Linked DNA regions of Xenopus laevis: region 1 is linked to region 2. A link is a contact called in public Hi-C data. All regions are on one chromosome and are shown on one strand. Each heading gives the region's core, a stretch centred on a gene start, on an enhancer-like site or on the middle of the called end of the contact. The rest is flanking DNA. Distances are from core to core; before and after follow the strand shown.

Region 1 (6,788 bases), core at 1,317-3,816, 130 kb before region 2:
TTGCTAAGTCTGCCCCTTAATGTTAATTTTACATGTAGCTAGAACTGCACATGTACAATATTGGAAAAGTGGAAAATAGAAAAGTTTTCTGTACAACAAAATGCTCTTTATATGCAGTGAAAGGAACTAGTCCCCATGGGTGATTACTAAGCAGCTATAACTGAAATAATTGAACTGAAATTTACCCTGTAAGCAGTTTAGATTAAAAAAAACTAGTTTCATGTGTCAAATTAATTTCATCACATCTATTAACACTTTTAATGCCAACATTCTTTATCCTTAATTTGAGATTACTGTCAGCCAATTTAAAAAAAATATATTGTGCTCTTTCAGCTGGGCATTTCGTCGGAAGAACTTTAACAGCTAACTGCTAGCTGATTCACAGATTATGGTGTGGCATTTAGGGGTGTGGCCCCAAAGTGGATATGACTAAAACAGGGATCCCCAACCTTTTGAACCTGTGAGCAACATTCAGAAGTAAAGGGAGTTGGGGAGCAACACTAGCATGAAAAATGTTATTGGGCTGCCAAGTAAGGGCTGTGATTGGCCATTTGATAGCCCCTATTTGGATTGCCAACCTACATTGAGTCTCTGTTTGGCAGTGCACCTGGTTTTTATACAACCAAACTTGCCTCCAAGCCTGGAATTGAAAAATAAACTCCTGCTTTGAGGCCACTGAGAGCAACATCCAAGGGGTTGGAGAGCAACATGTTGCTCAGGAGCTACTGGTTGGGGATCACTGGACTAAAATGTTGGTATGCTACTCACACCAAAGAGTACCCACCAATTGGATCTTTGCACAGGGCCCACCAAGGCCTTAAAACAGCCCTGCAGAAATAAGCTCTAAATCCAATACACATACATTAAAGCTATGTTAAAAAATATAAATTAACCCATTCCCAGTTCAAGAGAACACACTTAGGGGCAGATTTATCAAGGGTCGAATTTCGAAGTGGAAAATACTTTGAAATTCGACCATCGAATAGAATCCTCCGACATTCAAAGTCGGAGGATTATATTCATCATACGATCGTATTCCAATCGTAGTACGATCGTACGATTTTCCTTCGAATATAAAAAACGTAGAAAATTGCTCTGGAAGGTCCCCATAGGCTAACATAGCACTTCAGCAGGTTTAAGTTGGCGAAGTATTGAAGTTGAAGTTTTTTAAGTAAATTCTAAGTCGTAGTATCCTATTCGATGGTCGAAGTATTCAAAAAAATACTTCGAAATTCGAACTTTTTGTACTTCGAAAATTCACTCGAACCTTAGTAAATCTGCCCCTTAAACAAGGCTTGTCCCACTAAATCTCACAAAATATGAGGATGGGATTGCAACAGCCTAATATTTTAAAGTTATTTCAGCATTACTTTTGCTTTTTTGATTTTCTTTTCATTGTTTTATTGTGCTTAACTGCACTACACAAGCTCGTACAATGAGGTATTACACTGGCCAAATTGGCACTGACATAAATAAACAGAGGTTGGTGCCTTTTAACAGTTCTTCTGGAGTAAAACAAAAAGGATACTCACACAATCGTTATCAGCGTCAAAAAAGTCTTCTGCAATACAGTTTGTTTTTTCTTGTTTCATGTCAGTGAGATTGTAAATGCAGAGTGCTGTTTTATCTGGGCTCATAACTTGACTTTGGCTGCTGAATATCCCAGCCCAAAAGAGTCCTCCTGATCTTGTAAAATTGAAAGAAGACAGAATCTTTCCTCTTTGTATATCACTGTCACAAAAAAGATGAACAAGGTGCAAAAGCTGCAGTTTTGGTCCTTTCCGATACATTGCAGATATTATTTTGGTTTTGTCTTCTTCAGGAGAAAAATATGGAAAAAAGAAAATTCTCTCCCAAGAAAAGGCATCCACAAACAGCAAAACAGCTGCTGTAGCTAATTGTACATAGCTACCACGGTCCTCTGTTATAAATCCTGTATCTATTCTTGTTTTTATAGATATTGGATGCAGATCTGTGATATTTTTTGTAAAAGCAGCAATAATGAGATAGGTGTATAGGTCAGCAGTAAATACAATTCCTGCAGCTGAGAGGTTTGTGTTGTTGGTCAGTAGATTAGGGGTAGTACTGATAATGTTTTCAGAATGGTTCAGTTTCCTTTCATTGCAAAAACAGTTATCTTTAACCCAGCAGTTGAGCACAGTGTCATTATACACAAGCAACAGCATGTTATACACAGGTTTCTGCCCTGTGGTTGTTTGTCGGGGGGCACTTCCAAGACACTCCGTTCTAGATCCATTAACTGAAGTTGCAGCCAACTGCTGGCTCAGGGTGTGATCAAACTGGTACAGGCAGGACTCACAACTGGTACAGTCTGTGGCCACAACAACACGGTCTGACACCACAGCGATGTTCCTTACTGCATTCACCAGAAGTCCAGGATCCTCACTGAGAACTGAGACTATGGATAACATAGCGCTGAACAGGTTAATTACATGGAAAACAGGAGGCATCCTGAAAGAGAGTATTGTCCAGACACGGGCAGCAATGCTGAAGTTGCGGTTATTAGGATCCACTGTGTAAATGCAGGAAACTTTGCTGTGTTCTCCTCTACATTGCAGCAGTTCCCCTTTTTGACGTGTATATTTATTGGTTAGTTTGTGGCGAGACAGTTCAAATTCTGTGGCTGTAGCCAGTAACTAAAGTCCTAATCACTATTTTTAGTTACTGCATATTTTTAGTGATAATGATGGTACCAAATGTATAAAAGTTACAGGTAAGATGCAGACAGGAAACTGATGGACATGTTCTAATAAATATTAGATTGGACTTGTACCTATGCATGCTTTAATTATTGCTACCTTGGATGTGTTGATAACAGTTTAAGATTTTTTCAAAAGGGTGCTGTGAAATTACATTGGTCTTTATAATAAACCAAAAGTCTGTGAGCTGAACCTCAAAAGCAGCAGTCTGGGTATGTCTAGTCTGGTGTCAGAGGGGGGGAAGCTTTGTGTGCAGGTGCACTATCACCATCTTGTGGCAGATGTACAAAACCTGGTCATATCATTAGTTACAATCAGAGCTTAGTGATGCCATTTATGTCTCAAGATTCTTGGGTTGCCACCTTTTCTGGAAAAAAAATACTGGCCTTCCTATAGTTTTATCTTACTTCATCTTTAATAACATTGGCATTATGTGTTATTTCTACTGCTCCAAGCTGGAAAAATACTGGTCATGGGTGAACCCTACACGAATCACTAAAATGTGTGTATTGTAAATAATATACCCCCTGCCATGCTATATAATATGAGGATATTTGATAATCACCAAGAAGTTTTATCACCCACTTAAAATTACTGGGCCCATGACTAATTACTAATAACCTATTTGGAAACCCCAAGGAAAGTGTTATAGGCTTATATAGAGGATACATATTCACAGGGTATATACTGGAATGCAAATACCTTGGATGCATAAAGGCTCATTTATTGAGACAGGAAGGCAACTTTTAATCTTGACTTCCTCCCTTCTTCTTTTGCAGGTAAAAAGTGGACCATTGTGTCTGAATGTGTGTTTCCACAGGGAAATGTATAATCTCAGTAAAACTCTGTAATCTCTTATATAAATGATAAAAAACCTTCTGCGACCACCTGCAAAAAACACCATAATCCAGTGGAGGAGGCAGGATTACAACCTTTCAGGAAATATGCACAGGGCATTATAGGCAGTATACGTATATACAGGACGTTTATGGTCACTGTGGTGCAATTTTAATTGATAACTAATCTGTTTATTGCCCATGAGGTAAACTATAACAGTACTAACAAGTCCACATTGCTTCTAGATGTTTTGTGTCTCACAGAGCAGATTATTTTAGCCCAGTGCTATCTAATCAGTTTATCATAAGTCCATACTTTTGGAAAACATCTGAAACCGACCACAGTTTAGCAGATCTGAAACCAAAGATACAGGCTATGAATCATTTTAACCGTAGGGGTCAGAGATACAATTATTTATTGTACTTAATGTAATTAATTGTGCTTGTTGGGTAAGCTTTTCAATAGACTAGTGCTGGTTCTATCATGAGCTGAAAACCCTGCTTCAGGTGGAGCCGAAAGCAACCCCTAGTAACTGTAAGAACCACATTTCTATCTTTTATACTGGAATTTTGACCTTTCTGGGTGGCAGCAGAAATACAGTTGAATGGAAGGATGAAAGTTTGAAAGCAAGGTGCAAATTGTCTATTTAAAATCATCCTTTGTGTGTGCCATTATGGTAACACCAGAAATAATCTTACAGATATAGAGTGCCCGTAAAGGTTTAATTATTTTGGAATGGGAATGTTGTTGAATGATCATGGTGGATTTAATTTTTTTTTTTTTTTTTTACATTAGTCAAACCTCCTACCAAAGTATAAATGCTCCACCCCATAACAAATACGAGTTTTAAGGTTTTATTGTACCTGCAGGAGACAAGTAGAGGCCACTTGTAGTTATGTGGACAGTTTATAACCAAATCAGAACTGAACTGAATGCAATATGCAACAATTAAAATGTGTCCATCTTGCCTGTCTTACAATAATCTGCTACACTGTTGTAATTATATATATTAGTATATGTATTACATGTATGGGATTCCTTATATGGAAACATCTATCTAGAAAGCTCCAAAGACCATCTCCTATAGGGGCAAATTCACTAAAGGGCGAAGTGGCTAACGCTAGCAAAAATTCGCCAGCGTGACGTCATTTTGCCACTTTGCCGATTTACTAACGGGTGCTGGCGTAAATTCGCTAGCGAAGTGGACCTACTCTAGCTCTACTTTGCACCCTTACACCAGGCAAAGTTGTGATGTGGCGATGGGACGTAACTACGCTAATTCACTAAGTTGCGGATTTTCGTGAACGTTACCGCGCCAGACTTTACTTCGCCACATCAGACCAGGCGAAGTGCAATAGAGTAGAGGGATTGCTCCAAAAAAAGTTTAAATTTTGTTCTAAGTCCCAAAAAAACTATGGCTTTTTTTTTACTTTTTATAGCGTGATAGTCTGAAAAGGATCAAACTTTTTGTTTAGGGTACCCTCCTTTTCCCCTACACTTTATAACATATGGCACCTAAACTATACAGTGGGCACATGTGTAGGGCATTAGAATACATTTATTAAGGTTCCCTGGCCTTGTGAAGTGTAATGTGTATGCTGCTGCATATACATCCATTGTACTTTAACTGCACGCCGAATGCAAATTTGCCATCGCTAGCGTAACTTCGAACCGCTGATCGTAATATCGCTAGCACAACTTTGCAAATGATCGGTATCTTGTGCGGAACTTCGGATCTTCGTGAATTTGCGCAGCACTGGCGAATCTATGCCTTGCGAAGTGCGGTGAAACCAACGCTGGCGCAACTTCAGAGGTAAGTAAATTTGCCCCATAGACTGCATTTTAAGCAAATAATTCCCATTTTTAAAATGATTTAATTATTCTCTGTAATAATAAAGCAGTGACTTTATCTGATCCTAACTAAGCTGCAGAAATCCATATTGTGGCAAAACAATCTTCAGGACCCAACCATTTTAGATAATCGACACCATACCTGTATTATCAGATTGAATAAACAATATCATTTTGGATTTTATATCACCATTTTTATTCTATATCTGTGCTGGATTGAAGTAAATGTCTGTGGTTTTTCTCTTGCCATTTGATGAAGTTCTCTTTATATATATACTTTTCTCAGAAATACATCACTGTCTGCTCTGGCTATTTCCTTAAAACTGAGAATAAGGCATTTCCAATGTTGGTTTCAGTTATAAACATACTTTCTTCATTGCATTTAAAAGGGATACTCTTGTTCATTTACATTAAAATATATTTATGACATGTGTAAAGCTGGTACTTGTAAATGGCAGGTTCCCAGCACAGGCACTGATTAGGCCATAAACCAAGGAAGACTTTATTATCAGTTTCCCACTGGTTAGCAGGGGCAGGCCAGAGCCAATTAACCAGCAATCTGCTCCTAAAAGTGAAGTTCAAAATTACATCACCAAAGATTATAAATAAATAAATAAATAAACTTGAGATGCACCAAATCTCAACTGTGAGTTCAAGTCTCATTTTATTAGCACCTATTTAATCCTGTACGCATATAAAGAAAGTGGGGCACATTTATCAACACTGGGCAAATTTGCCCTTGGGCAGTTACCTATAGCAACCAATCAGTGATTAGCTTTTCAAAGCCAGCTGCAAGAACAATGAATGCAGCAATTTGATTGGTTGCCATGGGTTACTGCCCATGGGCAAATTTGCCCAATGTTGATAAATGACCCCCATTATTTTTATACCTGTTTGTCACCTATAGGAACAACATGAAAATACAAATAATCCTCACTTTCTTCTGAAATTCCTTTCCAGTTGCCTGGAACATCTGATGGGTTGCAGTCTGTACTAAGGGGCAGATTTATTAAAGGTCCGGTTGTATTTTTTTTTACCATAAAAAAAAAATTCGAAAATTCGAATTGGAAATTTCACTTCGACCCTTAATAAATCTGCCCCCCTACAGTTAGTATTAATGTGGCAGATTTATAAAGGGTCGAAGTGAAAATTCCAATTTGAACTTTCAAATTTTTTTTATGGTAAAAAAAGATACAACCCCACCTTTAATAAGTCTGCCCCTTAATATTGGTAAGTAACAATATTGGAAAGTAACAGATAATCTGTAACATTTTCTATGGGAAAGAAATATGTCAAAGCAATGAAAAAGCAAGCTCTGCAGAGTTAAGGGTGTGTCTGACTGCATAACCTACGATTTCTACAATGATACCAGATTACACA
Region 2 (6,526 bases), core at 3,931-6,430:
GAACCTTGCATTTCATTTTGGGTAATAATGGGTGAAAACGGATGATATCTGTGAACTGTGGCACTTGAACACAAATGTATAATATAACTAACTTTATTTTATGTTTATTTTATTTGCACATCACATTGATGGCCAGAACTTTGCCCCAATCACTGTGTGCATAATATAATAAATGCATAAAAGGTATTTGCCAGTGATAAGCCACTCCTCTAATATTCTGGGTTCTACCGCCAACTATACACATACTTAATCCAACTTGCTGAGCTTCTCCATGCCAAACATATGTCTACTCGCCACCCACCACCAGCATGACCACCCTCACTTACAGCAGGTGCTGTGCCAGTGAGCAACACAAGCGCATACAGGAGGGAAGGCTTGTAACACTTACATTAAAATAAAAACTCAGTATAACCTAGAGAACACTTCCAATTCCAACACTTTATGCCCTAAACCAGTATACAGATTTTGTGGCCACGTGTGCAGTTCACATCTGCTTGGTGTCTTATAAATATCAATAATCAGAAGAATGCTTTCTAAGAAAATAAGTACTGGAGAGCTTTCAGCTCTGCCTAAGCACTGACCACCTGTTTGCACGGAGTACAATTATAAACTGTGTATTCAATCTCAGCATGCAGATTGCACTGGCACAAATACTGTAGGGGCAGGAAAATAAAAACATTAAAAAAGAAAAAAAAAGTTTCCTTCTTGGCACCAGTAGTCTCACAGTTGTATAACTGCTCTGACTTTTATGTAGCATTAATTAGATGTTAATTGAATAATATAAGTGCTTATCATGTCAGGGAATGTGATGATTTCAGTCTACTGATGCTTAATGATTTTCCAAGCAGTAATGAAAGGCTATGTGATTATACCATTTCCTTCTAAAGGCATTTTGCTTTCAATTTGGTAACCAGGGGGTAAAACTGGTGCAATCCAAATGAGGGGCAAAATGTGAGAATATTTTTCCCAAGGACCTATTTTCACATAGTAAACGTTACGTAGTTCAAAAAAATCAATCCAGTTCATGTTTCTCATTCAGAATTAGTGTAAACAGGCACCTAGACAACTTGGCACTTAGGACTGGCATAGGCATAACCTGGGCTCCTCACAAAATTCTACATAAAACAACAACGCTATGTGTCGCAAGAACGGTTAATGCTGGTGTGCCTGTAACTACAAGTAGAGTGAAGGCTCAGATATGACCTACCTGATCTCCGGAGCTCTGCCATAGACTCAGCGATGCGATCCTCCCGATCCCGACCCTCCTTGATGCCCCCGGGCGGTGAGCCGGTCTCCCCGGAGCCGCTTTCTATGGTACTCGGGCTGTCTGACGTTTCGGGCGATCTCAGGGTCATTGGACAGCCCGCTGCGCTCAGCAGCTCCACTATTCTCTGAGACGCAAACACAGGGCCTCCAGCCGCAGTGCAAAGCGCAGCGCTATGAGCAGCCAGAGTGCATTTCAGGAAGTCCAGTTTCTTTCAGTTGGCGTGTGTTCGGGTTCTGATCTGGGATCCTCCCGCCGCCTTCACCTGCAACCAAACGCAAAGAAACGCTTTAGAGAACAGTAGGTGTGAGAGCTGGGAAATAGCCACCATTTCACTAGCCCTATATTTAATTATCCGTGGTGTGAGGAACCCGATTATACAAATAACCTTCCCAGAGCTGCACTTTACCTTCCAAGAATCGCAGGAAAATGATAGAGACGATGGCACAATGGGCGACAACTCTACGACTTCAGTCTGATGAAACCAGAGCCCTAACCTGTACATTATTACTCAATAATGACAGTAATAATAATAATAACAACAGCAAACTTTAGCCCTATTGCTCGACAGCCTGATAATAAAAATAACCCTGTGCAGTAATACGCGTTACTATGCGGGCTGTAGATATAGCAACAGCAAACCTGTGTCTAATCGTTCCTCTGCAGTCTAGACACAGCCTGGCGGCGTAATAACACCAATAAACAATATTAACAGCATAACCTGTGTTGTCATATTAAGGCAAATGTGCAACAATGTTCAGGTTGTACTGCTTTGGGGGCAACTCAAATAATCTATGGCGCTTTGTTCAGTTCAATTGAATAGTTTTCCAATGGCTGGAAGGTCGCTAGCTTCCTCTGAATGAGTCCAAAACGTTATTAAGGCTCCCAACCAGCCCCAGCGTTTTGTTTCAAACGGAAACATGGATTTGGAAACGGAGGAGATAACAAATGTGTAGGTTACAGTGACCTTTATGTAATACACCACATCTGCACCACAAACAGCTGCTCACCTTGCTGTAAGGACACTTGCTCATTGGCTGTGCTCAAGTGCACACAGATCGAATAAACCGCCAACAATACCGAATTATTTACATACAGGAATCATTATTTATAACATCGCATTCAGTTTACCTTCGCGTCGGTGCCGCGTATTATCGCCGCCGTTTTGGAAAGTTCAGCCAATTGAGGGGGCTCAGAAGCAACACAAAGAAAGAAATAAAGGAGGATCAAGCTAGACTTTTTCATTCTCGCTCCCCACACGCCCCGATCTTCAATTCTCCCAAAAAAGCAAGAGAGAGAAAAGTCGCCGACTCGCACACAGAGTTTCTAGAAAGCGCCCCAGTTTGTTGTTGGGAGAATTTAATAATCGCAGCGCCCTGATCAGTCCGCTCTGTCCGGACATACTAGAGATTGTATCGTACAACGCCAACATTAGCGAGTAAAGAAACATCGACCCTACTCTGGAGTGGGAATTCAATCATTGTAAACAAATCTGTCTGTAAATGATTTAGCAGGTCAAGCCCTACTAAATGGTGCTCCTCCACCAGGTGTTTGGAATGTTTTACAGTTTTGCAGGTGGTGACCAATGAAGTGCTCTTCTGCCTGCAACCCTCCAGCTGTCTCTTTGAAGCAGCGATCTAATACAACAGGAGGGTCGCTGGATGGGCATCCCCCTCACATGTCATCAGTCAGGTACAACTGATTCCCACCTGTGTGTGTGTGGTTACTATCTCCAAAGTGCACTAAAAACCCACCCTCTTTATCCTGAAGTGTGAAATAATGTAGCTAGTGGAGCAAGTCATGTATAAACATTGTAACTAGTGCAGCAAGAGTGTATCTAGCACTTCAACACTGTATATTCGGCGCCTAGTGCAGCAAGAACTGTATATTGAGCGCCTATTGCAACAAGTACTGTATATTGAGCGTCTAGTGCAGAAATAACTGTATATTGAGAGTCTAGTGCAGAAAGAACTGTATATTGAGTCTAGTGCAACACGTACTGTATATTGAGAGTCTAGTGCAGAAAGAACTGTATATTGAGAGTCTAGTGCAGAAAGAACTGTATATTGAGCGCCTAGTGCGGAAAGAACTGTATTTTGAGCGTCTAGTGCAACAAGAACTGTATATTGAGAGTCTAGTGCAGAAAGAACTGTATATTGAGCGTCTAGTGCAACAAGAACTGTATATTGAGAGTCTAGTGCAGAAAGAACAGTATATTGAGAGTCTAGTGCAGAAAGAACTGTATATTGAGAATCTAGTGCAGAAAGAACTGTATAGTGAGAGTCTAGTGCAACAAGTACTGTATATTGAGAGTCTAGTGCAGCAAGAACTGTAAAATACTGAATCAAGTGCACCACGCAGTGTATATCCAGAACACCTTTGGGCTGTCTAGGAAAGCTGTCTAATTGTTTTCCCTGCCGTTACCAATTCGGTGTGCACATTGGCTGCCACGATATGTGTGTGTGTGTGTATGTATGTATGTATGTATGTATAAAGAGAGATTTCTAGATTCTAAACATATTTTACCTTGTGCTCTCGTGTGATACGTTCCTCCTGGTTGAGGAGGTTCCACAGCTCTGCATTGACTTCCTTTTATTCTAATAATGTACAAAAGATCCCAAGGATGTGACTTAAACATTGAATATGTAGCTGGAGGAGGGGGGGTTCAATTCCTGGATCAACCCCCTCCCTCTAATCTCATTGGATTGCTCCCCCCCCCACCACCACCTAAGATATTGTTGTTTCTTAGCGCCCCCTTAGCCCTTCATCTCCCCCCAAAAATCCGCCTCCTATTAGGAGCCTGATATTGGGTTGTACAGCGGCTGTGTGATGTGATGTGCGCTGTGTTGTGTGCTGTGATGTGTTGTGTGCTGTGGAGGTGTTGAGACACCGTGGCGCCTGCAGTGCCCCCCAACTCTCTCCTGTCTGCGTTTTTTCAAAGACCCAGTCTGGATTTAGTGGGTGCGTCTGAGTGTGTGTGTTTGTGTGCGCGCTCATCTTCAGATGTTTGCTCAGTATAGGAATAGAAAGCAGGGACACACACTGACACACACACACACACACTGACACACACACACAGACACTCACTGCACTGGACACACGCAGCGAGCAAGGTGAATGAAGGCAACATCCCACAGCTGCCACACACTGTATGTTCACAAGTGCCTTTTGCAAATGGAAAAACAAATCAGACCGATGGTTACGATGCCTATGACTAGCGCAGACTGCTTTTCCCCCCATTACCGTGTTTCCTCCTCCTGTGCGAATCTTTGAGTGTCTCCTCTCCCCCTCCCTCGCTTGTGATCTGCTCGCCTGTCTCTCCCTCCCCATATCTGGTAAATGCAAAGGCCGCTTTCCAGGAACTTTCCAGGAATTGGCCCACGTGACCAATGTCTCCGCGCTCAGCTCTCTGCTGCCGCCAGTGGAAATCTCTGGGAAGTGCATCTTCTCCTCACACACACAGAGGCGGGGCTGCCTGCCGCCTTCTGCCAGAGAGGGACTGTGAACTAGTTCTAGTGTTTTCATGTCACATTTCTAACTGGCCAGGGGATCTTTGTTTACTACGCTGTGCAGACTTTATATTGCCGTTTCATTCCTCATCGATGTATTACCAGTGTGAGGGATGTCGTTGAAGATCCAATGACACATATAATAAAAAGCGCCAGTTCAGTGGCTGCCACAAGACCGCGTTTATGGGAAACATATCTAATCATTCTGTCCCTTAGCTCCATTTCTGCAGCCCCAGAATTCAGTTTTTGTGCCAATAGCCGAGGTCACACACTAACTACAACTCCCAGCCCCACATCTGCCATTAACATATAGTTTTGGTTTGTGTATAATATTACACGAATATGGGCCTGTCCTGCTTTAAAATGCTTCACCCCAGTTACAGGAGAAGCTTTTGAAAAGATCTCAAGACCCCTGATAGACATAGAAGAACACAAATGCAGCTGTTCATGAAAACTCCCAGAAACCTTTATACATTTGCACCACTTCTAAATGGCTGTTGTAGCTGGCAAGTGGCACATGCAGCAGGCAAGGAGACCTACACATTCTGTTCTTGCCTAGAAGCCATAACAAAACAATTCAGAGTGCATGTCTTTTATTGGATTAAAACTTCATTCTAGTGGCCTCACATAGCAAGCCATCAGATAGAGCCAGGAATAAACAGGCCCTGTCTGCACTTTATCCAACAACTGCAGGCTTTCTAGGAAGTTGCCTGCTCTGTAATAAACTTCTCTGTGCACCTTGGCTGGCTGGGTGCCTAAAGCAGCTCTTGGTGTTTTTCCATGCAGAAACAAACCTCCACAGACTGAATGCTTCTATACATCTCCCCCCTCTCTGCTCTTGTGTGGGTTCCTTCTTCAACATCATCCCCCGTCTCATATACACTTCTTTTCATGAGCATTATGCACAAAAAAATAAAATCGCTACAATGGTTTGGCAGAAAAAGAAATGTTTCCTATATTCAAGGCAATGGCTGAGAGTTAAGCATTTATATACAAATAATTCCTGGAAGTTTCCGCCCTTTTTACGTAGCTGAGCACAGTACACAGTATTACCAAGTGTGTACTTTACGCATATTTTGACTGCAGTTGTTTTGGATTATTTTTTTCTTTAAGTGGTTTAGCAAAGGGATTATTTTTAGTTATTTTATTCATTAAGGTATGCAGCAGAAGACTGGACAGGGAAAACAAACATAAAATTATTCTTTTTATTATTTGGTAAAGTACGTTGAAAACTTCAGCAAAAAAGTGTGGGTGTATGTATATGTGTGTGTGAGGAGATAGCTCACTGGCACACAACCTTTCCTACAAGGAACAATTATTTTCTCACCTTGGCTTTATAAACAGTTAAACAGTATTAGTACAGCATAAGGGGGCACCTTGGGATAAAAGCATAGATAAGTACCAAGTCAGGGCAGACTATTGAGTATGGAAGTAGGGTTCAAGACAATCTTTCTTCTGTAAAAAAAAAACAATGTAACAAACAGATATCAGTCAAGTAAATATTATTAATACACAATATTAGTTTTGAAAAAAAGAAAACTATTATATTTGTACAATCATTTCCTTACAATTGAGTCCACTTCCATTTGATAAAGAACTACGGTACAACTCCTAACATTCAACAGTACTGTGGGACTGCATTTCCCATGGGTTATAACTAGAAGCAGTCACTGGTTATTTCCTACATTTTATCACAATGATTTTTTACCTGGAAAACCTGCTAAAGTTGAAAATGTGAGGAATGACTGTGTTC

What was found. A called contact is a pair of places that touch in the nucleus more often than the background predicts.
Region 1: a contact with region 2 is called in a Hi-C map of the XL177 cell line, with 4 times the contacts expected there. The contact joins the promoter of plxnc1.L here to the promoter of socs2.L in region 2. A contact is called at or near these places in 2 of 4 Hi-C or Micro-C datasets (the XL177 cell line and the XTC cell line).

The regions. Positions count from the first base shown.
Region 1 is chr3L:63,296,506-63,303,293 of Xenopus_laevis_v10.1, reverse strand. plxnc1.L (plexin-C1) reads right to left here and starts at 2,566. Exons shown (of 31, transcript XM_018252396.2): 1 at 1,533-2,566. The coding sequence starts at 2,471.
Region 2 is chr3L:63,164,818-63,171,343 of Xenopus_laevis_v10.1, reverse strand. socs2.L (suppressor of cytokine signaling 2) reads right to left here and starts at 5,180. Exons shown (of 4, transcript XM_041586302.1): 1 at 4,508-5,180; 2 at 1,208-1,529. The coding sequence starts at 1,355.